Regions from separate parts of the Mus musculus genome. Here region 2 is linked to region 1. The links are chromatin contacts, called in public HiChIP or PLAC-seq maps. All regions are on one chromosome and are shown on one strand. Each heading gives the region's core, a stretch centred on a gene start, on an enhancer-like site or on the middle of the called end of the contact. The rest is flanking DNA. Distances are from core to core; before and after follow the strand shown. Region 1 has its middle 30 kb from the start of Cd28. Region 2 holds the start of 2310016D23Rik (a long non-coding RNA gene).

Region 1 (6,652 bases), core at 1,338-3,837:
GTGGCCCAGTGCTCCAAGGACAGAGAATGTTCATTATATACAACCATGATTGACAAGTGCAGGGGACTGTGTGGGTCACAGCTGAGTATTGATGCTGACAAGTCAGATTGAGATAGAAGGACAGAACTGGGCACAGTGTTTCAGACTGTGGGTCACAGGGTGCACAACTGACAAACGGTAGGAGGAAGCGTGCTGTATTGTGTCAGGGAGTTCACACTGCAGGGCCGCTGTGGGCTCTGAAAGTCCAAATGTTGAAGTGAGGGCATTTTTGCTTTTTTTTTTTTTTTGCCATTTTCTATTTGTAGAGAAATAATTATCATTTGACTGCTGCCTTTAGAAATTTCTCAATGGGCTAATCTTTACTAATGCTACCCTTCTAGCAAGAATTCGTTCTCACATGGAGTTTTACGCTATGACAAATTTGTGCCTACATTTGGAAATATGGATAGTCAAACACATTAAAACATGAAAGGGAAGACTGAACTTGATAGAAAGCCAGAAAAACAGAAACAGAGTTTGTATCTCTATTCGCTTAGAGGCGATATTCTCAGAAGCTCCTGTCTTGCAGACTTCAGATCTTTTATCTTTGTATGTTGATCTGAGTGCTCTCTATATCATAATGTCACATCTTCAAAAGTGCAAATCCTTCCTCATTGAGCTAAAAATAAACAGTTAATTGTGTCACTTCTACTTCTCTCTGACTTTCCACTCCCTATCATGTTTTGATTTGAGAAGAGATTCCGAACCATCACATGCAACTGAGTATAAGGGTGGCTTGATCAGGGTCTCTCTCTTTAAGCAGAACAACACTGTCTGCAGGTTGCTACAGCAAGGTGTAATGAAAAGGAGGATTATACTGTTCTGGATGAGACAATGTTCACTGCCGTCAGACGATGAAGGGCTCACGTTTTCCTCTCCACTAGACTTCCTGTTGTGTTTGACCACTCATTTCAGTTAGGATTTTAGCAGTCAAATGAGTTTTTCCCAAAATACTTTATTTTAACTTAAATTTTGTGTTTGGTTTTTCCCTATGACCTGATATATATAAAACCATGGCTGGCTTGGAACTCATTATATAGATGAGGTTGACTTTGAATTTACAGTGATCCTCCTGCCGCCTGCCCATGTAACAATAGTATAGGCACGAGCCAGCCATGCCCAGCATCCTTAAAGAGATTTTTAACAAAGGGACACCTTTCAGAAGTGTGGAAAGGGTTAATAGAGATAACATGAGTATGGGAGGACCAAGGAAACTAGGCATGTTGGAAAGCTGTTACTGCTCTTAGACTTGAGGGGACATTGGGGACAAGTGGGGAGAACCCAGCAAGAGCTAGATCTGCAGAGAGGGCCACACAGTCAGAGTGAGAGCTATGTAGAGGTTTGCCATAAGTGTCAAACCTAGTCAGTCAGGGCAAGGGTAGACTGACAAATGCTTAGGTTTCTCTCCTCCTACCCACAGAGTCTCATGTAATTGATGGAATCCAAACAGAAGGCAAAAGGTTCAAGAGAGTCCAGGTTATACTGCCCAAAGTGGTCAGAACAGGTCAAACCTGGTCTCTTCAATTCTTCAGTACTGCCAAGGTCTGCCTTTCAGTTTCTCCCATATGCAACACTTCATTAAACTCAGGAAAAATTAGAAATCTGAATTTTTTACTTTTTCCAAGACCAGGATCCTGATACATAGTTCAGGTTGGCTTTGAACTTGTGGTCCTCCTGCCTCAATCCCCTTGCTTCTGGGATTGCAGATGTGTGCTACCATCTGGATGCAGAACTAGTCCTCCTCCTCCCCTTCCCTTTCCCCTCTCCTCCCCCATCCCTCTCTGTTTAGTCTTAGAGGCACAATGAGCAGGACATGTTGAGAAACGACACACTGAAGGGCAGATGGAAGTCAAACTATCCTGCTTATGACTGATCAGTTTAGGTTGCAGGGAAGAGCTCAGTGTGGGGACCTGTGACTCTGCCAGCACCACCTGGAATTCATCTTTCCCAGTGAGACCCAGAGACAGCACCAAAGCTAGCTCTTGAAGGAAAACAGAGAATAGTTGCTTTCTTTTGGGGAGGAAAAATGTGGGTCTGCCCACTAAGATGAAGCTGGGAATGTAGGGTTTGGGTTATACCCTGTGAGGGCATCTCTTGCCTAAGAGGAAGATGGCTGGAGCTGGGCCACAGATGCCTGGTTATTCTTCTTTAGTGTACACAGTAGAGAAGTCCCACTAGTGCACTGTAGCAGACCAGCCGAGGACATTGTCTTTCTTACCCTGTTTCTCTTGCCTTCAGGAGTCAGGCACACTGGGGACAGGAATACACAGATGAGTGATTTTACTCTAAGTGAGAACACTAATAGTTACTGAAGATGTTCTTTAAGGATGGATGTGGCTTTCATCCATTTGTCACGAGGTTTGCACAGCTGACACTCTAATGACCTATTATTAACTGGGCTTTGGCGATGGTAAAACAGAAGCTTGGCCAAGTTAAGGGACTTGCTCAGAGCCACAGAAACGAGCTAGCGGCAGAGCTATGATTCAAATCTAGACAGTTTGGCTGCAGAGCTAGTGTTCTTAACTCCTTTCCATGTCCTGGAGACAGGCCTGTGAACAAATAATTACAGTGTAATGAATGAGGTAAGTGCTAACGGGGCTGTGTGGAGTAGAGGAAGGAGTGACAGCCGATCTGAGAGTCAGCCATTTGTACAAATTCCCTTGCCCACTGCCAGAAATGAGCACAGCAGAGTCTTTTTAGGACTTGCGTTATTATTACATAGGAAGAGCCTCAGCTATGGAGGTCAGCTCATGCTGCTCTGCTGCCTGGCTCATGCATAGCAACACTTAAAACAATTTCTTCCTGATACTCTGGATCCCTTCCAAGAGTTTTGTTCCAGTTTTCGGATAAGGCAGAAACAGGAAAAGGATGTGCTAATGTTTCCTGACCTAGGTTGGACTTTGGAATAGGTTTGTAATTAAAATATTGTTAAGGTTCGATGGCATGTATATACATTATCTGTATTCTGTATTTATATAAATATTCTGTATTTATATGCCCCAATAAATGTGCTGTAAAAAACAAAACCCATAAACACCAGGTGTGAGACTGGTTAAATCTTCCCATTTCTGTGGTTTATAGGTCTATGTTGAGTATAGGTTGTTTATTAATATTTCTTACCTCAAGTATCTTTTCTTTCCAAAACAGTAATGATTTAGTTGCAGTATATCATGATTTCTGCTAATAGCACAGAAACAAATTTACGTCTTTTTCTCATTCCTTTAGGAAGAACTTGTATCGATGTGGTTTCCACTACTGCTTTGCCTTTCAGAGGTCTTTGAGCTATTGAGCATCCATATATTTGGTTCTTAAATTACTTGATATTCGAGTATCGTTCGTTTATTTGGCCAAGTAGATACTCGAAGCAGGTGCTGTTCATTGCCGCCAAGCACTGGCCCATTCATGCCAGGATGTTAAGCACATCCTGTAGCTTGGTGTAAACACCAGGTGGGATTCTAATCCACTCACCAGAGAGTCTTCTTCCATTCCTCCTCAGTGAGTGGAAGCCAGAGGGAAGTCCCAGTCAGGAATTCTCTGTGCCTTTAGAAGTCAGCAACTCCAAAGGACACAAGAAGGGAACTGGCCCAGTCACTCCCAAGCCTCCTCTGTACATAGCTTCTTTCTTGGTACCATCCCAGAAGCTCTCAGAGAAGTTCCAAGTTGACATGTAAGTCCTTTCTTGGACTAGTTTACCTTCAGTTGAAGTGTGGAGACATTCTCTTTCCTTTCCAATGTTGAAGTTGTCTGGGAGTCACCTTGGATAATTCTCCTATTATGTATAGGGAAAGGAAGACAAAATGAAACAAGGTGACCCTCACAACCATGGGGTCAATAGTTGGGTATTGTGGTCATCAAGGTAGACTCCAGAGGTAAGAGCAAGCTTGCTTACACATCTGGCCAGATGTTATCACACAGTTGTGCACAAGAACCCTGGCTCCATTCTTTAGGATCTTTCATGCCTTAGTATGTCAGTGGATCCAACTAACACAGGTCTAATGAGCAGAGTAATTTGGGAGGGATGGGTACTACAACAGTTATGTAAGACAAGAGGTTATGTCTTCTGATAACATATCTATCATTAAGTGAAACAATCAGAAAGCTGAGGAGTGTGGTAGACTCCTGGATGTCTCTTGGTATTGATTTCCATTTTGTTCATTATCATTGAATTCTGAGTATGGAAATGGGAACGACCATGAAGCTACATTGGTCATGTGACTAAGCATTCGTCGATAGGAAATAAGCAGAAATACTCCAGTTTCTGGCTTGTGGCCTGAAAGAGAAGAGTGTGGTGACTTGATGGAAGGTAACTGAGTTCCTGATTCTTCAGTTGACATTTTGAGTCCTGATCTGACCTGCTTAGTTGCAGACTGTTGAAAGAGGTAGGAAAACACACCATTGTCTTTAGCTCCAATCAATTTGGGTGCTTGTCAGGTAGTCCCGAAAGGCTTTTCCTCCCTTTCCATTATCTATCTATCTATCTATCTATCTATCTATCTATCTATCTATCTATCTATCTATCTAATATTCTGATCACTGTCCTCACCTCCTCCAGTTCTCTTTCACAAGGTCCCTCCCCCATACCTCTCCCCATCTCCTCTGAGAGGGCGGAGGTCCCCCTGGCTATCTCCCAACCCTGGCACATCAAGTCTCTGCAGAGTTAAACACATCCACTCCCACTGAGGCCAGACAAGGCAGCTTAGTTAGGGAAATGAGATCCAAAGACAGGCATCAGATTTAGGGACAGCCCCCTGGCTCCAGTTGCCCAATGGGCTTTTATACCAAGGGAGTGACTTGGGTGTTCAGTAGATTAGTGTCACCTTCAACTGGGAACATGGCCTTATGGCTCCAATGCTTCTGTTTTCTGCAGGTAGCCAGACTCCTCTCACAGACAGTTTGCTTGGAATCCTCTACATTGCTGTCTTTGGGGATTCTATAGTGAAAGAAAGGGACATACATGGTAGCAGGTTTCAGTTAGCTTAGGAGTGGACATCTTGATCTTTCACTAGACTCAGAAATTTCATTCCAAACCATCACTCTTTTAAACATCGCTGCATTTCTCTGGTGCACCCTAGGATGGATACATGCAAGAGCAGAGCTGATTTCTCAGCCATGACTACTGTGTTTGAATCTGTTGCTAGGACATCTGTTGAATTTCCAAATTCTATCTTAGGAAAGAAATATAATTTTTCTTTGATGCCACATTCTTCTTTAGGCAGAAATACAAGGAAACCACTGTCCGTGGTGGCATCTTGGCAGAACTGTCAAGTGGAGCCTGGATCTGGGAACCCACAATTCAAGAATAAGGCACCATTTACGTACAAAATTGTTGGATTTGGAAGGATACTTAGTTTGGTATGCTCACGAAGCCACTGACTTACAGGGTCAAAGAGCTTATTTTTCAAGCAAGTATATTTTACTGTTTATGAGAGACTACCAAAATAATTATTTCCTGTGTGGGTCAGCGGGAGTGAGGTAATCTCAAGGAAAATGTTCCATTGTGCTTATTGGGCTGGGTGGGGAAGTGACTCCAGACATCTCTTAAAGGAACAGTCATTGTATTAAATGGTGAAGTCTGGTTTGTATGTCTGTGGGTGGGAGGTTCATTTTCTTTTGTATACTTTCAGGATCTCATGAAAGAATAAATGTGGTTGTACACGTATATTTGCACAGTCTCATTAATTCTTCCGTGGTGCATTTATAAAGTAGGTTGATGTACCTAGTGTATAGATGTTTTAGGAAGATAATTCTAGATGAACCAGAATATAACATATCCTCTTTCGATTAATTTGGAAGGAGAAACTTACTTTGCACTTGTCTGCCTTGAACCACTTGAGATGTTTTATTTACCTTTATCTTCTCAGCTTTCATTAAATGATTAATCTCGTTAACCATTTTTGGATGAATGAATGGCTTGCCAAAGAAATAGATCCCAGTGAGGAGAGTTCTACCTACATTTTGACTTGTCCTGGTACTGTGACTCTGGCTGAAAGGCCACTTTGCTATCCAGGACTAGAGTTTGACTAAGGCAACAGATTTCATGATTCCAGAGATTAAGTAACATTATGCTTCATATATCCATCTGTCTAAGAATCAGAGAAGTAGGATCAGGATTACCTATACCTTGTGAGATATTGGCACAGCATGTGGAGTGAATATGCCAGTTGGACCAACAGGTAACAGACCATCAAACCAAATTAAATAGGATTCCATTTCTGATCCATCTAACTAGAGGGACAACTTTGGATATACTCTGTCTAGTACACTTCACTCTGCTTACCTTCCTCAATTGCTAGTCTATAGAAGCAATACATTACAGCTTGTAGAGCATCATATTATAATAGAGAATGTTCAATACTTACCAATTTTTGGTTGAGTGTCTATTTGGTTGAGGTGCAGACATGTACGAATCAGGCATGGTTCCTGTCCATAAGAAATTTCGCCTTTAATAGAGGTCTAATGGACAAAACAAACAAACAAACGAAAACCTACCTACAAAATAATTATAAATTATATTCATTTGTGAAATATAGACTGTTATGTGCAGTACAGAATAAATGAAAATTTACCAAGGGCTAGAAACGACTGTCTGGGCAAGATGTGCCTACTAACGCCA
Region 2 (6,532 bases), core at 3,577-6,076, 63 kb after region 1:
AAAGTTCTCAAGTTCTCTCTCAATAGCTTCTTGACATCCTTTTTGTTTTTATTTTTTATTTTTTGGAACCTTCTTTTAAAATGTTGTTATTGGGGCTGAAGAGATATCCCAGTCATTTAGAGCATGACATGGGCTATTTTTCCAGAGGTCCCAGGTTTGTTTCCCAGCACCCATATTTGATGCTCTCTTTTGATTTCTATGGCCACCAGATGCTTATGTGGTCCAACAGACATTCATTTAGGCAAAACACACACATAAAAAATAAATAAAAATAACATTGTTGACAATTTCATGCATTTGTTCGCTGTATCTGACAATACCCATACCCAGCTCCTGGCCACCATGGCCCTGGGCAGTCCCCAATGCACAACCCCCTCTTGTTTTCACGTCCTCCCCTTTCTTTTCCTTTTCTTTTCATTTTGGTAACCCACCTAGTCCAGTTAGTGCCACTTGCTGGAATGTGTACCAGTCATGGTGGCTTGACCTTGAACAGGTCTTGTACAGGTAGCCATGGCTCCTGTAAGTTCATAGTACAATGGCTGTGCAGTGGCTGTGGCATATCTAGAAGACAGCATGTCACAGCATGCCACACTCTCTGGCTCTGACATTCTATAAGTTAGTTCCCTCTTCCATGACGTCCCCCGAACTTTGTGGGAAAGGTTGCTTGCTACAGATTCCCATTTAGGGTTGAAGAAAACACAAAAGTCACTCATTCTCACCAATCTGACCAGTTTCTGCCTAGTGCAGAAAAGAGGCTTATTTGGCAAAGGCTGAGAGCAGCACTTACCTATGGATATAAAAAGAAATATTTAGAAGGAAGTCTTACCTGTCTATTCAGTAAAACAATAGCAGTGGGTTCCCTATTATGACCTATGACTTATGAACCATGAGCCACGGACTTTTGACCAGGTTCACAGTATCAGGCATCAATTCCTTCCTATAGTGTAGGACTCAAATCTAATCAGAAAGTGACTGGTTAACCCATAACCTTCCTGTCACCATTGCATCTGTGGGCACATCTTCTCTGTCAGGTTGATATTGTAGCCTCCAGGGACCGGTTCTTGGTGGCATTGTTTATAACCCCACCCCACCCCTCAGTTGCCAGAAAAGCACCTCTCGGCACTATGAAAGTTAACCAGCAGGAAAGAAATTCTCAGGCCATTTCTACCTTGACTACTCTGTTCTGTTCTGTAATTAAAGTCTGTTGTATCTTCAGCAGCAGGGCTTTACCATGCAGTTAAGGTGGGCAACCAGGACAATAGCAGCTTCTGCTGCCTTGCGGGCCTCCGCAGTCTCTATGACATATCCCATGCCTGGCACTGAGAGTTTTTTCATTTAAAACCCATGTTTCTGAGGGAAGCATTTTGTCAATGCTTTAAACCCATCTTTAGCTTCTGGTTTCTGAAAATATGGCTTTTGTAGTTAAAAACTCACCCTACAGCTGAATTACTGCTCTTCTCTGTGGAGTGATTTTGTTCCAGTGAAGTCTAGAAATGCTTTGTTAGCTCTGATCCAAAAAGATCTCAAACAATGGTCAGGACAGGAAATGCCAGTCTCTTTACCTGTCTTGCTCATGGCGTAAGTGGGTGCTTGAAAAGCTTGCAACAGCTTCAGCCAAAAAGAAGAGCAAACAAGCAAAATACGTGGCATTGGGAGCAAGCTGAAAATTTATACCATACTAGTATTTAACACACACATCAGCGGACAGTGGCTGGGGGTGGGGTGGGGTGGGGGGCAGTGCAAAAGAATCCTGTGTGTGGAGGAGGAGACACTTGAGCCACAGACACAAGAGCTTGTCTGATACTTGGTAATCCATGTAGCTGTTTCTATTTGGCCTTAAGTTTTCCTTTGCAGATGACCTGGAGTAAACAAGGTACATGATGAACTCATTTTTAAACCCACTCTTTGTTTTGTTGAAACGAGACTTGTGGAGTTCAATAAATGCAGAGAAAGCTTGAAAAAGATGAGCTCACATCCAGGCTACTACTTAAGAAAGTCTGGAATCAGCTAGTCTCGTGGATGTTTCAACAGGGAAATCAGATCAAACTGGAAAGGTACCAGATTAATAGATGGAAAAACCTCTGCACAGATCTCAGTAAGGATGTGTTTATTGTACTAATGGAAAATTGTATAACCTGTTAAAAAGTTGAGGTACCTCCAGACTCATCCTCAAGGTATAACACAAGGCAAATTCTATGACATCACTAGACAGGCCCCTCTATCATGTCTTAACCCCACAAATGTGAGAATTTACAATCAACAAACAACAGCCTTTAGTGCACTTTGTAGGAGATTCAGTCCAGGGCTCCATCTAGGCAAACAACTGAGCTGCATCCCCAGCCCAGGGTAGTTTCCTTTTCAGTGGGAAGAGCCATGTGTGTATATATCTTTGTGTATGTGTGTGTGTGCATGTGTGTGTGTGCATAAGCACATGTGTATGCATGTACATGCTGATGTTGGATATTTTCTCTATCATTCTGCACTGTACTTTTTGAGACAGACTTTCTCACTGAATGTAGGACTCATGCCAGTGAGCTGCAGTAAGCTCCTGCCTCCACCTTCCCAGCTCTAGTACGTCAGGTGAGCCCCTTAAAGCCTGACTCTTTACGTGACTGCTTGGAATGGATCCAAACTTAGATCTTTATGCGACAGGTCCCTTACTGACTGAGCCACCTCCCTAGACCCACATTCCTATTTAAGCAGTATCTTTTGTCATCTCTCGTTATATCTGGAACAGAGATGATAGATAGTTGAGACAAATCAAAGAAACTCCTGGGTTCATTGCAACAGAAATCTGACCCCCACAGTAAAAGGCAGCTACAGATGGTCTGGGAACCACCTTAGAAACCTGCTGATGGTGTGCTCTGTGTTCTCCTCAACTGAGCCTCCATTGATGTGCTGGCAGTGGTACTCAGGATCTTGGGTTTTGAGAAATACATCTGAGAGATTGGACCTCCTTATGTTTTCCCATCTGACATTCTGAAAGTAGGGTGTGTGTGTGGTTTTTGTTTTTGTTTTTGTTTTTTTTTTGAATCATAGGTTTATGGTTCTTAAAACTGTAGACTACTGTCCAGAGCAGTATGTGAAACACTAGCTTAAGTGCCTTTTGCTCATTTCAGGGTTGACATTGGACCCAATGCTTGAAACTACTTGCATTGAAAGTCTGTGTGTCCAAGAATATGTCAGACTTTCTGAGCTGACCTCACTCTTGGGGCAAAATCAAGGATCAGAATGTGTGCTTCCCAAAGGCCATGCCCTATGCCATTTGCCCACTTAAACTCTGCGAAAGGATTGGAAAGGCTACAAACTCAAGGGGATAAAAAGTTGTAAAGGATAGCCTGGATTTCACTCATACTTCATTATGTAAAGGCATCTCAATGACAGATAATCTCCTTTGTCTCCAAAGGGCAAGCTGTGAACTGGGTGGAAATGTCAGTTGAGACAGAAGAGCAGCAAACAGCTCTGTTTTCCTATAGTTGTGGTTTTGCATGGTGACGATGACACATGAAGATGAGAACAGGTAGCATGAACTCCAGTCATTATCTGAGTGAACATCTCTGCCAACGCTGAAGGATATGTGTGGGTGTCACCTGCAAGCACAGAGATGGGGAGGGAGGGAGGGAGGGAGAGAGGGAGGAAGGGAGGGAGGGAGGGGGAGGGAAGAAGAGAGAGAGATGAACAAAAGGTTTATTTATGAAGTTTACATTTGATTTCCTTTCCCTTGATAACTTCCTCATCTGAGTTTAGTGTCTAGACTAAATTGATGTACATTTGGTGACTGAGGAAGAGGGTCAGAAAGGTGGGTTTGAATTAGCATCAGCAAAGTTAGCCAGATTCATACAGACTTTTTTTTTCAATTTCTTATGCACACACTGAGCATTCGATACGTTGGCATCCAAAGTGAGGGTTTTTGCTAACGTCTGGGAACCAGTGATATAGATGATATGAAGCAAGACTAGCTGGAGGTTGTCATGGGGATGCTTTTTCATTCCAAACAGGGTGCAACTCATGTTTCATTTGCTTTGTGCCTCTCTGTCCTGTCTTCTTCTTCATTCATCCAACAACATTTTGATGACCGTCTTCCCAGCTCTGAAAAGCGGACTGGGTACAGGAGAAACGATAGAGCAACGCTGTTGTCCTTATCTCTGCGTGGACCAATCAGAGTGTATTTTACAACCCTTCACCTCCTTCTATTCACCTTAAGGCACCTACTTAGTCCTGACTGTAGAACTTAGACATTGTGTATCTACTGTTACTCTGGTGACTGTATAGTTTCTTGTAGCTACTGCAGTCTGTCACTGTAGACAAACAACTGAGATTAGCTGTATTTCAGCAAGCTTTTACTTATGGATATTGGTATTTGATTCTCCTTTAATTTTCTTGCCAGATATTGTGATTCCTCTGATTGCTGCACCATCACCCTAGCCGTATGTACACATACAATCCATTCTTCAGCTCATGGCCTGTGCAGTGTCAGACAGTGGCTAGACTTGGCCTGTAGGCCGCAGTTTGCTGACCTCTGAGACAGAACCAAGGCACCACTTTTAAGCTTTGAGCTTGTCTTTGAACGCCAGACACCATCTAGAAGGGATCAGTCTGGGTGCATGTAAAGACCTCTTGGGAGTGTGAGTGTCCAAGTAACTTTATTTAAAAAAAAAAAAAAAGGCAAGGATTTGCAGAGAATGAGGGAGAGACTTTATCCAAGAGAGAGCTATCCTGGGGAGGAGAAACAGGAAACTAAAAGCAAAGGGGACGAGAATTTCAAGATGACAGCATCCTCGGGAAATTAGTGCTAAAAGCCCAATGATTACTGTTACATTTTCTTTGCTCTTTTCCCTCTCGTCCAACCATCAAATCCATGCAATCTCCAAGGAAACAAAATAAATTTTTATTCACAGTGGGGGTGGGGGGGTATGGCCCGTGTCCAAGGTAATGAAAAAGACGAATTACCCTGCAAATCCTTCCAAATGGACCACACTCAGCTCCAGTGTGGAGTGGGTGGAGCAGAGACCAGAAGCAGCTGTCTCAGGACTGGCCTCCTACCACTTTCCATGACTTTTTCAAATCTAAATTTAGCTACTATTTATAGGTGACCAGGAGAGCACACCCTCACCCGCACCCGCAACCCCTGCTGCTGCCCACTGGAAGGGCAAACTAAAGCTTGGCATTTCACAGGTAGGCGTGAAAGTCAGCTTTATACAGATCATAGACACTGACCCGGCCTTTGTCATCCCTTATCGCTGCTCCACCCTGTTTGTCTACAGCTGCTGGTTACACCCAAGGTACAAATAGTTCTTTCTGGAAACAGCCTGTGGGGGCACTCTGAGCCATACACTCATTCATTCTATCTGGGCATTTTAGAAATAGGGTAAGATTTAGCTTCATTTGTGCAGCCAAGAATAGGAAATTGCTCCCCAAAAGGTCAGATGCCTAAGATTTAATATGCAAGCAGCCTGTAATACCTAAGATTTAATATGCAAGCAGCCTGTAATACCTAAGATTTAATATGCAAACAGCCTGTAATACCAGGAGCAGGCACACCTCTCTCAGAATGGTGTATCCTGCAAAGCCAGGATACACTAATGTGTTCAAGTTACAGTCTGGGTGAACAGCCTTAGGACCTCCAAGACTTTTCTTATATAGTGTGTAGGACTGCTGTGTAGGTTATTCACTCAGTTCCTTCCCAGGGCCTCTACAGAGGCCATAAGAAAGACTTAAATCTGCTCAGCCTCCTCTTGAAGCTGTGACAGGAGAGTACTTATCTTGTGGAGCCTACTTCGATCTTTCTGCCGCTTGGTTACTAGCTTTATAGGGAGAGACATATTCTCAGTCTCAAAAGGAAGCAACCTAGGATGAAAACCACTGAGAACAAAACAGGAAGAGAGGTCCCAGCTCCTACAAGCACCTCTCTCCTGTTTGTTTGTTTGTTTGTTTTAACCTTCATTGCCCCTCAAATCTGGCCTCTTTCAGTAGGTTGTTTGTTTCGTGAATTAAGGTTAGTAATGCAAAAGTAAACTTCCAGGTTTAGAGCTCAGGGGGAAATTATGACTTATTGTGCCCCGTAGAATACTAAGTTTGGGGCTAATTCTTGTCTTTGCCCTTGAACCTTCTGGTGGGACAACGGCAGATTGTCTCTAGTTTCTACTCACTACTATATGAAAGGATTAGACAAAGGGACTTCTGTGTAGATGTCTTGTACTTTTTATATCCCACATTACAACTGTTTTATTTTTTCATATTATAGCTTTTATATACATGTGTATTTTTTGAGGTTTTTGTCAGCTGGGAATATTTGAAAAAGCCTACAATTTCTTGTACACATTATCTCCACTAGTTAAAAATTATGTGTCACTTTTTCTTAAATAAATAGTGAAATACTTGTGGATTTAAGGTAGAAATATTTATTTATATGGGCTTTCTTGTGTGAATTTAATTTGAAAATCACCTTCATGTAATAGCATGAAAAATTTCATTGTTTTTTTAAAGATAGACATTTCTCTAATAATAATAATAATAATAATAATAATAATAA

What was found. HiChIP or PLAC-seq counts read pairs in DNA pulled down with a chosen protein or histone mark.
Region 2: an H3K27ac HiChIP or PLAC-seq map of heart atrium shows a contact between it and region 1, with 8 read pairs. The contact joins the promoter of 2310016D23Rik here to the enhancer-like site in region 1. A contact is called at or near these places in 1 of 39 promoter capture datasets (liver), 1 of 484 Hi-C or Micro-C datasets (nephron progenitors), 1 of 115 datasets of contacts at active chromatin or transcription factors (heart atrium) and 1 of 9 other capture datasets (adipose tissue).

What each region holds. Positions count from the first base shown.
Region 1 is chr1:60,713,259-60,719,910 of GRCm38.p6, forward strand. No RefSeq gene overlaps it. Among named protein-coding and RNA genes, the nearest start is that of Cd28, 30 kb to the right of the region's middle. Within about 2 kb of position 2,588, at least 43 of the 459 cell types and tissues checked have an H3K27ac peak or open chromatin away from gene starts, as enhancers often do. A contact at or near this core is called in adipose tissue, heart atrium and liver, where this site is marked.
Region 2 is chr1:60,773,635-60,780,166 of GRCm38.p6, forward strand. It overlaps 2310016D23Rik (a long non-coding RNA gene), which reads left to right and starts at 4,827. Exons shown (of 3, transcript XR_865459.1): 1 at 4,827-5,282.